3 separate regions of the Mus musculus genome follow, and regions 1 and 2 are each linked to region 3. Evidence: chromatin contacts called from public HiChIP or PLAC-seq data. All regions are on one chromosome and are shown on one strand. Each heading gives the region's core, a stretch centred on a gene start, on an enhancer-like site or on the middle of the called end of the contact. The rest is flanking DNA. Distances are from core to core; before and after follow the strand shown.

Region 1 (2,852 bases), core at 133-2,632, 95 kb after region 3:
TTCAGCTCTAGGGGATCTAACGCCCTCTTCTGGTCTCTGTAAGTATATGCATGTGCATGAGGCACACATACTATAAGTGCAGTCAAACAGCCATACACATACTATAAATATAAAGGTGGTGGGGGCTGGAGAGATGGCTCAGCAGCTAAGAACACTTGCTGCTCTTCCAGACGGCCTGTATCAGGGGCCTGAAACTCAAAGACTAGGGAATCAAATACCCTCTCCTGGCTTCTAGAGGTACCCTACTCCCCCAACAGGCATGAACATATATACGTACACACACATACACAGAACTTATAAAACATTAGGAAAGAACGTTCCTCTCTTCCTTCTGTCCCTGTGATCCTCCATCCAGTCATGGCTCTTGTCCATGGGAAGCATGGAAGTCACCATCTTGGAAGGTGAATATTTTTCTCCTTTCTCCACTTATTCACACCAGAGCCTGGAGTTCTCTAGGCTTCTGAGGAGCTATTTAAATGTACAGACAGCAGACCCACACCCAGGGGGCTTCATGGTCTTGGATGGAGTCAACTGATTATGCACAACTCTCTCTCTCTCTCTCTCTCTCTCTCTCTCTCTCTCTCTCTCTCTCTCTCCCAACAGCATCTCACCTCGTAGCCCTATCTGGCCCGGATCCCACAGAGATTCACCTGCCTCTGTCTCCAACTGCTGGGGATCCAAGTTGTGTACCACCATGCCTGGCTTGTTTAACTTTTGAGATGTGGTTTGATATGTGCCCCATCTGTCCCCAAGCTTTCTGGTAACCCAGGCAGCCTTTGAACTCACGATCCTCCTGCTTCGCCCTTCCTGTGCCACCACACCCAGGCATGATGGATGTTCACCCAGCATGCTCTTATGTGTCAGGCACATGCCTCTGGGCACTTGAGATGCATTTGAGAAAATTCAAGGAGCTCAAGGGAGGGTGGAGAATCTTCATTCAAAGGGAAGGGCATCAAGGCAGGGACTCTGCTGTTTACTTCTGAATCACAGGCCGCAAAGATCACAACGCTGGCTGAGTAACTGAGTTACCCTTCCGCCTTCTAGCCTTCAGTACCCAACAGGATCCTTTTCTGGGCCCTCAGCTCTGTGATAACAATCTTTTCAAACTGTTCTGCCATCAGCGTGCTACAGTGCCTGGTGGCACCTAATAGGTGCAGTGTAATACGTGGAGTACATTTCCAGAAATCTATACTCCGTTCTAGAGCTTAAGCTTCCGGGACATCAAACGGACATTAATCAATTCGTACAAATACTCAGGGAGGGAGGCTTCTTCTGGACGGTCGGGGTGTCCCGCAGACACCCCAATCAGAGGACCGTGGGCTCCTGGGAGCAGCAGGGCTCGCCCCGCCCCCTCCACCGCGCAGCCCTCCCCTCGTCCTCCGCCCACTCCTGTCGGTCTCCCGGCGGTGGCAGCGGCTGGCTTTGTCTCCCGGGCAGGGCTCCCTCCCCCAGCAGCTAGCTGCCCAGCGAGGAAGCGGTAGAGCTGTCCAGCATCCCGGTGCTGAAAGCCGGAGCACCGGCCCTTGCTCCACCATGTAAGGGTCATGCCCAGGCTCGCCCTGGCGCACCGCGGACATGGAGGAGGATCTGTTCCAGCTCAGGCAGTTGCCGTGAGTACCGCGGGGGGCGAAGGGAGGCTGGCAGGGCGCCCTTTAGAAGAGCAAAGCCTGCAGGGGTGCATCCCCGCACGGCCTCTTGGATTGGAAAATGCTGTTACAGACGGAAGAATTGGGCCTGGAGGAGACAAGCCATTTTCTCAGCCCAGCTTCTGTTTCTCATTCATTTCCCTACCCCCCCCCCCCCAAGATCTGTCAGGACCTTGTGGGAATCCTTAGTTTCTGTGTTTTCCCTTGGAAATCGCTCTCAACCCCGAAGGGGGTTTGAGGTCTAGGCTGTGAGAATGCATTGGATGCTGTTTGGAAATGTGGGCTGAATTGACAAGGGCTGACATCTGTCCCTTTCCAGCCTTTCTCCTATACTATGCAATTCCTGATTTTTCCCCCCTACAAGGTCTTTCGGAAAGGAACGGTGTGAGGTTGCAAACTGCTTTCTAAACAGCACGTATGCTTTCCTAGAGGAGAGGCTGTTTGTGTAGCACGTGAATGAGACGGCTTGTGAGTCCTGGCTTGAGACTCTTGTCTTCTGAATGAAAGGTTGGGGGGGGGGTAGCTAGCTGGAGTATGCTTTGGCTTGGACACACCAGGAATGCATTCCTTTGAGGTTGGAAAATTTCTGGGGATACCTACTTCACTGAGAATCTTGTGGGAACCACAGAGAGGCAGTGGAAAAGACAGAGAGGCCTTCAGAGGTATTTACAGATAGCTTTCCTGCCACAGCAATGGTGTTTTGTTAAAGCAAATTCCAGGATTCCCGTTTTAATTTTTAACTGGCAGGTGGAAGTCAATTCTGCTTGGGTCTGTTGAGAAGGACTGGGTATTGTTAGCATGTGTAACTTTAAAAATGGTGTGCCCCCCCAAACCTCAAGCCACGGAGGAACCCTCTCAAGTGACTTTTAGTGTGACTGGTCTGGCTCTCTGAGACTCTTGAGTGTTTGTGGGGGTTGCCATATTTACTTCTCAATTCGGTCAAATTATTTTTCATTACACAGCTTTCAGGAATTAAAATTGTACTTTTACGCTTCTGTTAATAGATCCATAAATACCCCCCAACTAATGACAGCTTCATTTCACGATGCTAAAGGGTACCCGCTTCTAATACCCCAAAGCAAAAAATATAACTCTCAGAACAGACAGCCCTCCTCAAGGAAATCATGCCACGCTCCCTGAGCTCAAACACTGTGTTCCCAGAGCCCAATGATCACCCCGAATACAAAGGCAACCCACAAACTGAAA
Region 2 (2,801 bases), core at 223-2,722, 88 kb before region 3:
AGTCTCTCCCTCCCCCCCCACCCCCCCGACCCCCGGCCTTCCTTTCTATAACAGTTTACAGGCTTCATCGTTAATGACCACTCCAGCTTTGGGAACACAGAACTCCCCACCCCTCAACAAAGAGCCTCCCCGCCTCCCCGCTGCCCCACAAGCCCAGGACCCCTATCCAATCTTAATGGAAAGTAGGATTATTTCAAAGGGAAGTTAAAACACCCACAAACGCTTGGGATAACCAAACAGGTGAATTAGTCCTGGAGCATCCGGGGACGTTCAAAGTAACACAGACCGTGTGAAGTATTTCATCCATCTTTGTGACTAGCCCAAGTCAGATTTTAAACATAGTCAGTCGGGAAGAGGAAAACTGAGGCGTTCCCCAACCACAGCCTGGATCAATATAATCTACGTTTCTCCCGGGTGAACTCAAGCCCCAGGTGACCGGTTTACGTATTACTCTGGCAGAGGAGAAGGAAGTGAGGGTGCCCAGGTGCCACAAGGAAGCCCTGGCCGAGCACTGAGGTCATAACCACCTGGGGGCATGGCACGGAGTGCTGAGTACCCGGCACCCAGCGCTGGAAGCCTGAGTTCTGCCTGAACTTAAGGGTTCCCGGGTCACAGTGAGGGACACCCAGCGTGGGACACAGCCGGGGTTGGCTGGGCAGGGGCAGGCTGGATGTAGCTGCCCGGTGGGCATCAGGATCCCTGGGCCCCATACGAAGCCGAGGAGACCCGGGAGGAGGAGGGATGGGATGGGGGCACGGGGCCAGGGACATCCCAGGTGGAGAGGCCCCCCGCAGCCTTTGACCACTGGAGCGAGCTGCAGAGCGAGCTATGAAGTTGCGGGGTCCTGTCCCGGGCAGCCCGTGCTACGCGCCACCTTTCCCGCGGCGAGAGCGGGGAGGAGCCCAGAGCAACGCGGGAGCCAGAGCGGGTCACGGTCCCCAACGGCCTTCGGCGTTCAGGGCGCAGCCGCACTCCCCTCTGCGCTCCTGGACCTTGTCGCGGCCCCCGGCGTAGCGCGGGCTCAACTTTCTCGGAGCCACAGGTGGCCCGGGCGCATTCCCTGGGTGTGTGTAGGGGTAGGAGGTGGGGGTGGGGGACTGGTTCTGTGCGTGCGCCTCTCGCTCCTCCGCCCACCCCCCCCCCCCGCCCCCAGGTCCCCTGCAGCATCTACATCTCAGTCCTGCCCATCATTCAGCTCGCCTGTTTGCAAAGTTGGAAAAGGGGTGTCTCTCCCTCGGTGACCGCCCCACCCCAGGGCCGGGAGCCGCGGGGCGCACGAGGCTGACTTGCTGGGGCCCGCCCGCTGAAATCTCCTTGACCCTGCCCTGTAACTGACCCTTAGGGAAAAGGAGGGGAAAGGACCCCCAACAACCCGGCACGTCTACTGCGCATGCTCAGAGTTGGACAGCTCCAGAGAGGGAAATTTAAAAACGGATCGAGCTGCGACGGTGGCCAAATTGCAGACAGCGAGGGGCGAGCGAAAGGGAGTCCCCCCCTACCGCAGCGCCACCCGCCCCCAGCCAGCCAACCCAGGACCTGCTCCAGGTACCACGGTGCTGCCCGGGCTGCGCGCCCCGTCGGAACCACGGGGGCTTCACCAGGGCAGGAGGCTTCCCACACCTGCTTCAAGCTTGGCTTAGAGGATTTAGGGGTGTCCCCCTCCCCGAGTCTTATTTAATGTCGCGTTTGTGGGTGGCCGGGTGGGTGGTGCAGTGCGTGAACTGATTTTCCAGCACCTGTGTGGGGTCTCCTTCCAAGGCGAGAGACCGGGCGGGGATGGTTCCCCTGGCCCCATCAAGCCCCGCTTTGATGATCTCTTCATTTCCAGGCCGTTCATAGCAGAATAGTGGTGGGGATTGCGGCTTGGAACCGAATGGAGTTCTTCCGATTTCTATTTGGCCTGGGTTTTCCAAAGCTTGGCGCTTCCATTTAGGGGCTCCCCCTCCCCCTTCTTCTCCTTGAATTTGAAAGAACTTGGAATTTCACTCACTGTCCGTCCTTAGTTCTTAACCTCCTGCCCTCCCCGCCCCCCCCCCCCCCCGGCCTCGGGATTGTCCTGCAATTGTGACCCTTTTGGGTCGCTTCTGAACTGTGGGAAACTGGGGGTCTCTGCCCTACATCAGTGCTGATGGAAACTTTTTCTTTTTTAACTTTTTTTTTTCATCCCTAAGGAAATGATAGAAAGTGGCATTTGGTCCAGAATGTCAGAAATGATCAGAAGCTCGGGGCACAGCCACCACTGCTCTCCACAGGAATACAGGTGAGGAGGCCCTGGCTCCGTGCTGGTGGGGGCGCTCTCCACAGGAATACAGGTGAGGAGGCCCAGGCTCCGTGCTGGTGGGGGCGCGCCTGCCTTGTCTGTGAGCTACGAAGTGTGAGCTTTGGAGTGAGCAGCTCTCTGCAGTTTTGTGTCCCCTCTAAGGGTGTATCTCTCGTGGGTCACAGACTATGGGCAGCCTGGTGACCCCAGCAGCTATTGCTCCCCATCCAGTGACTCCAGCAAGGGTTCTAGGAAATGGTCCCCACCCCACCGTGCCCCAAAGCACTCAGGATGTTGCAAGGTTGTAGGTCACAACTGTGAGTTCTTAGCCCAGCTGTGTGACTTTTAGCTAGTCCTTTGCCCACTCTGGACCTGGTTTTCTCCTCGTATAAATAAATGGGGCCGTGATTTAGATGACCTCAGGGTCTCTTTTGGAGTCCAAAGGGCCAACAAGCCTCAAAGTGAAGCCCAAGAATGGTTCTTGCAGCAGGATCAAAGTTCAGGGGAATGTGGGGGAGCCTTATGGAACTTCCCTCTTTGT
Region 3 (3,082 bases), core at 170-2,669:
GACCATCAGCATCTCTCAGGCCTGGAGAGATGGCTCGGTAGGCCTCTGGCTGCTCTGACAGGGGACCTGGGTTGTTCAGTTCTCAGCACCTACACAGCAGATCTTTTATAAGCATCTGTAACTCCAGTTCCAGGGGATCTAGCGCCCTCTTCTGTCCTCTGAGAAAACTGCATGCACACTGCATATATGTATGTATATATATACATGTATATATATATGTATATATATATACATGTATACATACATACATACATACATACATACATTCATACATACATATGCTGACAAACACTCATAATATAGAATACATAAATCTTTTGAGTTGGGCATAATGTTAGCACTCAGGAGGCAGAGACAGGCAGATCTCTGAGTTTGAGGCCATCCTGGTCTACACAGAGACTTCCAGGGCAGCCAGGGCTACACAGTGAGACCCTGTCTCAAAAAAAAAAAAAAAAAAGGGGGCTGGTGAGATGGCTCAGTGGGTAAGAGCACCCGACTGCTCTTCCGAAGGTCCAGAGTTCAAATCCCAGCAACCACATGGTGGCTCATAACCATCCGTAACAAGATCTGACTCCCTCTTCTGGTGTGTCTGAAGACAACTACAGTGTACTTACATATAATAATAAATAAATCTTAAAAAAAAAAAAAAAAGAAAAAAAGAAAAAAAGAAAAAGAAAAAGAATCCAGGCAGAATCTGTCTAGAAACTGAAGAAAGACTTCAAGGTCACAGATATCCTGGCTACAGAATGAAACCCTGTCTCAAAATAAATAATACCCGGGCTGGTGAGATGGCTCAGTGGGTAAGAGCACCCGACTGCTCTTCCGAAGGTCTGGAGTTCAAATCCCAGCAACCACATGGTGGCTCACAACCATCCGTAATGAGATCTGACACCCTCTTCTGGAGTGTCTGAAGACAGCTACAGTGTACTTACATATAATAAATAAATAAATCTTTAAAATAAATAAATAATACCCAATCTCCACAGGTAATTAGGCCTCTGGTCTCAAGCTCTGACTCACAGAGCAGTTCCTTCCTGTGTTCTCTCCCACTGCTACACAACCCTGGCCATGCTGCTAAGGCCTGGCCTCCTCTGAAGTGTGGGATGTGACTGCCTCTGTTTAACAGATGGGGAAACTCAGGCCCAGTCAAGCTCACACTGTGACCTCAGGCCTTGACCAAGGCTCCTGGCTCTCCTGCATGGCCCTGCTAAGTCTTTGGGGAACACCACTGCAGGGAAGCAAAACTGCAGGGGAGCACGACTGGGGAGGGGCACCCCTGGGGAGAAGCATCACTGCTGGGAGCACCACTGGGGAGGAGCACCACTGGGGAGGAGAATCACTCAGGGTGAGCATCACTGGAGAGGGCCACCACTGGGAAGGAATGAGTACAGCCTAACGTGGCTTTCTCATTGCTAAAGCAAGGCTTGGTTCAGAGGGCTGGAGGTGGCAAGGGAAGACACATTCTTGGAGCCCCATTGGGGGGAGCTAGATCTCTCCACTCTCATTTCCAGGTACAGGCTTTCTCATGAATCTCCAGTACTGAGGGCAAGCTGGGATCAGCTACTAAGTCAGAAAGTGTGAGAGCACCGGGCAGAGGCTACCTGAGGCTAGTGAGCTGTGATGTTCTGAGGACGAAACACCAGCCACAGTGGAGCCGGCTGCAAAACGCTACATCCATTCCAGTAGTGACACGTGTGACAGGCCCCAAAAACCTGGATATAGTCCAGAGGTGAAAAGTTCACGGAAACTTGGTCCCCTGGAAATTTGGCATCCCCATAGCTAGAATGCCCCAGATTTGTCCCTGCAATAATGTGGAGGGTCTTGCATGCTTTCTTACAGTATTTTACTGGATAAGAGTTAGAAATCTCAGGGCAAGCTACTCCCATATGCAAAAATTTACCATTATCTAGGAAGAAGGAAGATTGGGGTCTAGGGAGGAACCAGAGTAGATACTTAGAACTATAGATAGCTGAGTTACACCCATACACAGGAATTTACAATGGCCTATGGGGAAGGTGGACTATACAATAGACTAGAATAGGAACTACGGCAAGGGCACGATGCCCTTACCCCTGACTTCTAAGATTAAGCTGACCTTAGGTGGGGCTGCTTTTGATCCCAGATGTTAACATTGAATTTTATCCCAGCTGGTTCCTGTTAGCTTTTAAGTACACATTTCCCTGTTTTGTGTAAAAGTCACTTATAAGACTGCTGCTCACTTTGAGACAAATTACATTCAGATACCACACTCCCTTGTGTTAATATTGTCACCAACTCTTTGCCCAACTGAAACCGGGACCCCCAAATTTTTTTCTGCAGATTAAGGGGGGCTGACTGAGCCCGGTCCGCCGCAGCAAAACAGTCTCCTAATGAGTCCAAAATACAGAGTCTAGAAGTGGAGGAGTCCTGGGTTCAGTGGCTAGTACTGCATAGACTGGCCGTCATGGCACACACTTGGGAGGTACAGGTGGGATTATCACAAGGGCAAGTTTATCCTTGGGGTTTGAGGCTAGCCTGGGATACACAAAATTCAAAACAAAAAAACAAAACAAAACAAAAAAAATCCAAAACAGGGACTGGAAAGATGGCTCACTGACTGCTCTTTCAAAGGTCCTGAGTTCAATTCCCAGCAACCACATGGTGGCTCAAAACCATCTGTAATGGGATCCAATGCTCTCTTCTGGTGTGTCTGAAGACAGCAACAGTGTACTCACATAAAAAAATAAATAAATCTTAAAAAAAAGCAATGTTCTTTCCCAGGAGACCCTGAGTGTTTGGAGCAAGACGGAGGAACCATCAAGCCACGTTCAAATCCCTTCGACTCCTCTTATTAACCTTGGACAACCTGCATCCCACCTCTGGGCCACAGCTTGTCATGAACACAGGAGACATAACCAAGGGACCTGCTCACTGTAGTTCGTGGTCTCCTCTCCTCTAAGAAGCCCTAACCTCTGAAAGTGGCTGGCAGCAGCTTCGCTGCTCTCCTACCGTCGACCCAGGAAGTGGCTCCATTCCCCAAAGCACTCAGGAGCCTCTTGATCAAGGCCAGAGACTCAGTCTCCATTTCTGAGGAATGGGCTAA

Evidence for each region. HiChIP or PLAC-seq counts read pairs in DNA pulled down with a chosen protein or histone mark.
Region 1: an H3K27ac HiChIP or PLAC-seq map of embryonic stem cells shows a contact between it and region 3, with 6 read pairs. The contact joins the promoter of Svop here to the enhancer-like site in region 3. A contact is called at or near these places in 1 of 39 promoter capture datasets (macrophages), 1 of 15 datasets of contacts at CTCF or cohesin (the NIH/3T3 cell line), 5 of 484 Hi-C or Micro-C datasets (embryonic stem cells, muscle stem cells, nephron progenitors and 1 more), 4 of 115 datasets of contacts at active chromatin or transcription factors (the SCID.adh cell line and embryonic stem cells) and 3 of 9 other capture datasets (adipose tissue, liver and pancreatic islet).
Region 2: an H3K27ac HiChIP or PLAC-seq map of embryonic stem cells shows a contact between it and region 3, with 9 read pairs. The contact joins the promoter of Foxn4 here to the enhancer-like site in region 3. A contact is called at or near these places in 2 of 484 Hi-C or Micro-C datasets (both in embryonic stem cells), 7 of 115 datasets of contacts at active chromatin or transcription factors (the 230-238 cell line and embryonic stem cells) and 4 of 9 other capture datasets (adipose tissue, embryonic stem cells, liver and 1 more).

What each region holds. Positions count from the first base shown.
Region 1 is chr5:114,089,910-114,092,761 of GRCm38.p6, reverse strand. It overlaps Svop (SV2 related protein), which reads left to right and starts at 1,382. Exons shown (of 16, transcript NM_026805.1): 1 at 1,382-1,610. The coding sequence starts at 1,576.
Region 2 is chr5:114,272,432-114,275,232 of GRCm38.p6, reverse strand. It overlaps Foxn4 (forkhead box N4), which reads left to right and starts at 1,472. Exons shown (of 10, transcript NM_148935.2): 1 at 1,472-1,545; 2 at 2,172-2,260. The coding sequence starts at 2,175.
Region 3 is chr5:114,184,363-114,187,444 of GRCm38.p6, reverse strand. The region is part of intron 2 of Acacb (acetyl-Coenzyme A carboxylase beta); the gene reads right to left. Among named protein-coding and RNA genes, the nearest start is that of Acacb, 20 kb to the right of the region's middle. Within about 2 kb of position 1,419, at least 9 of the 459 cell types and tissues checked have an H3K27ac peak or open chromatin away from gene starts, as enhancers often do. A contact at or near this core is called in embryonic stem cells, where this site is marked.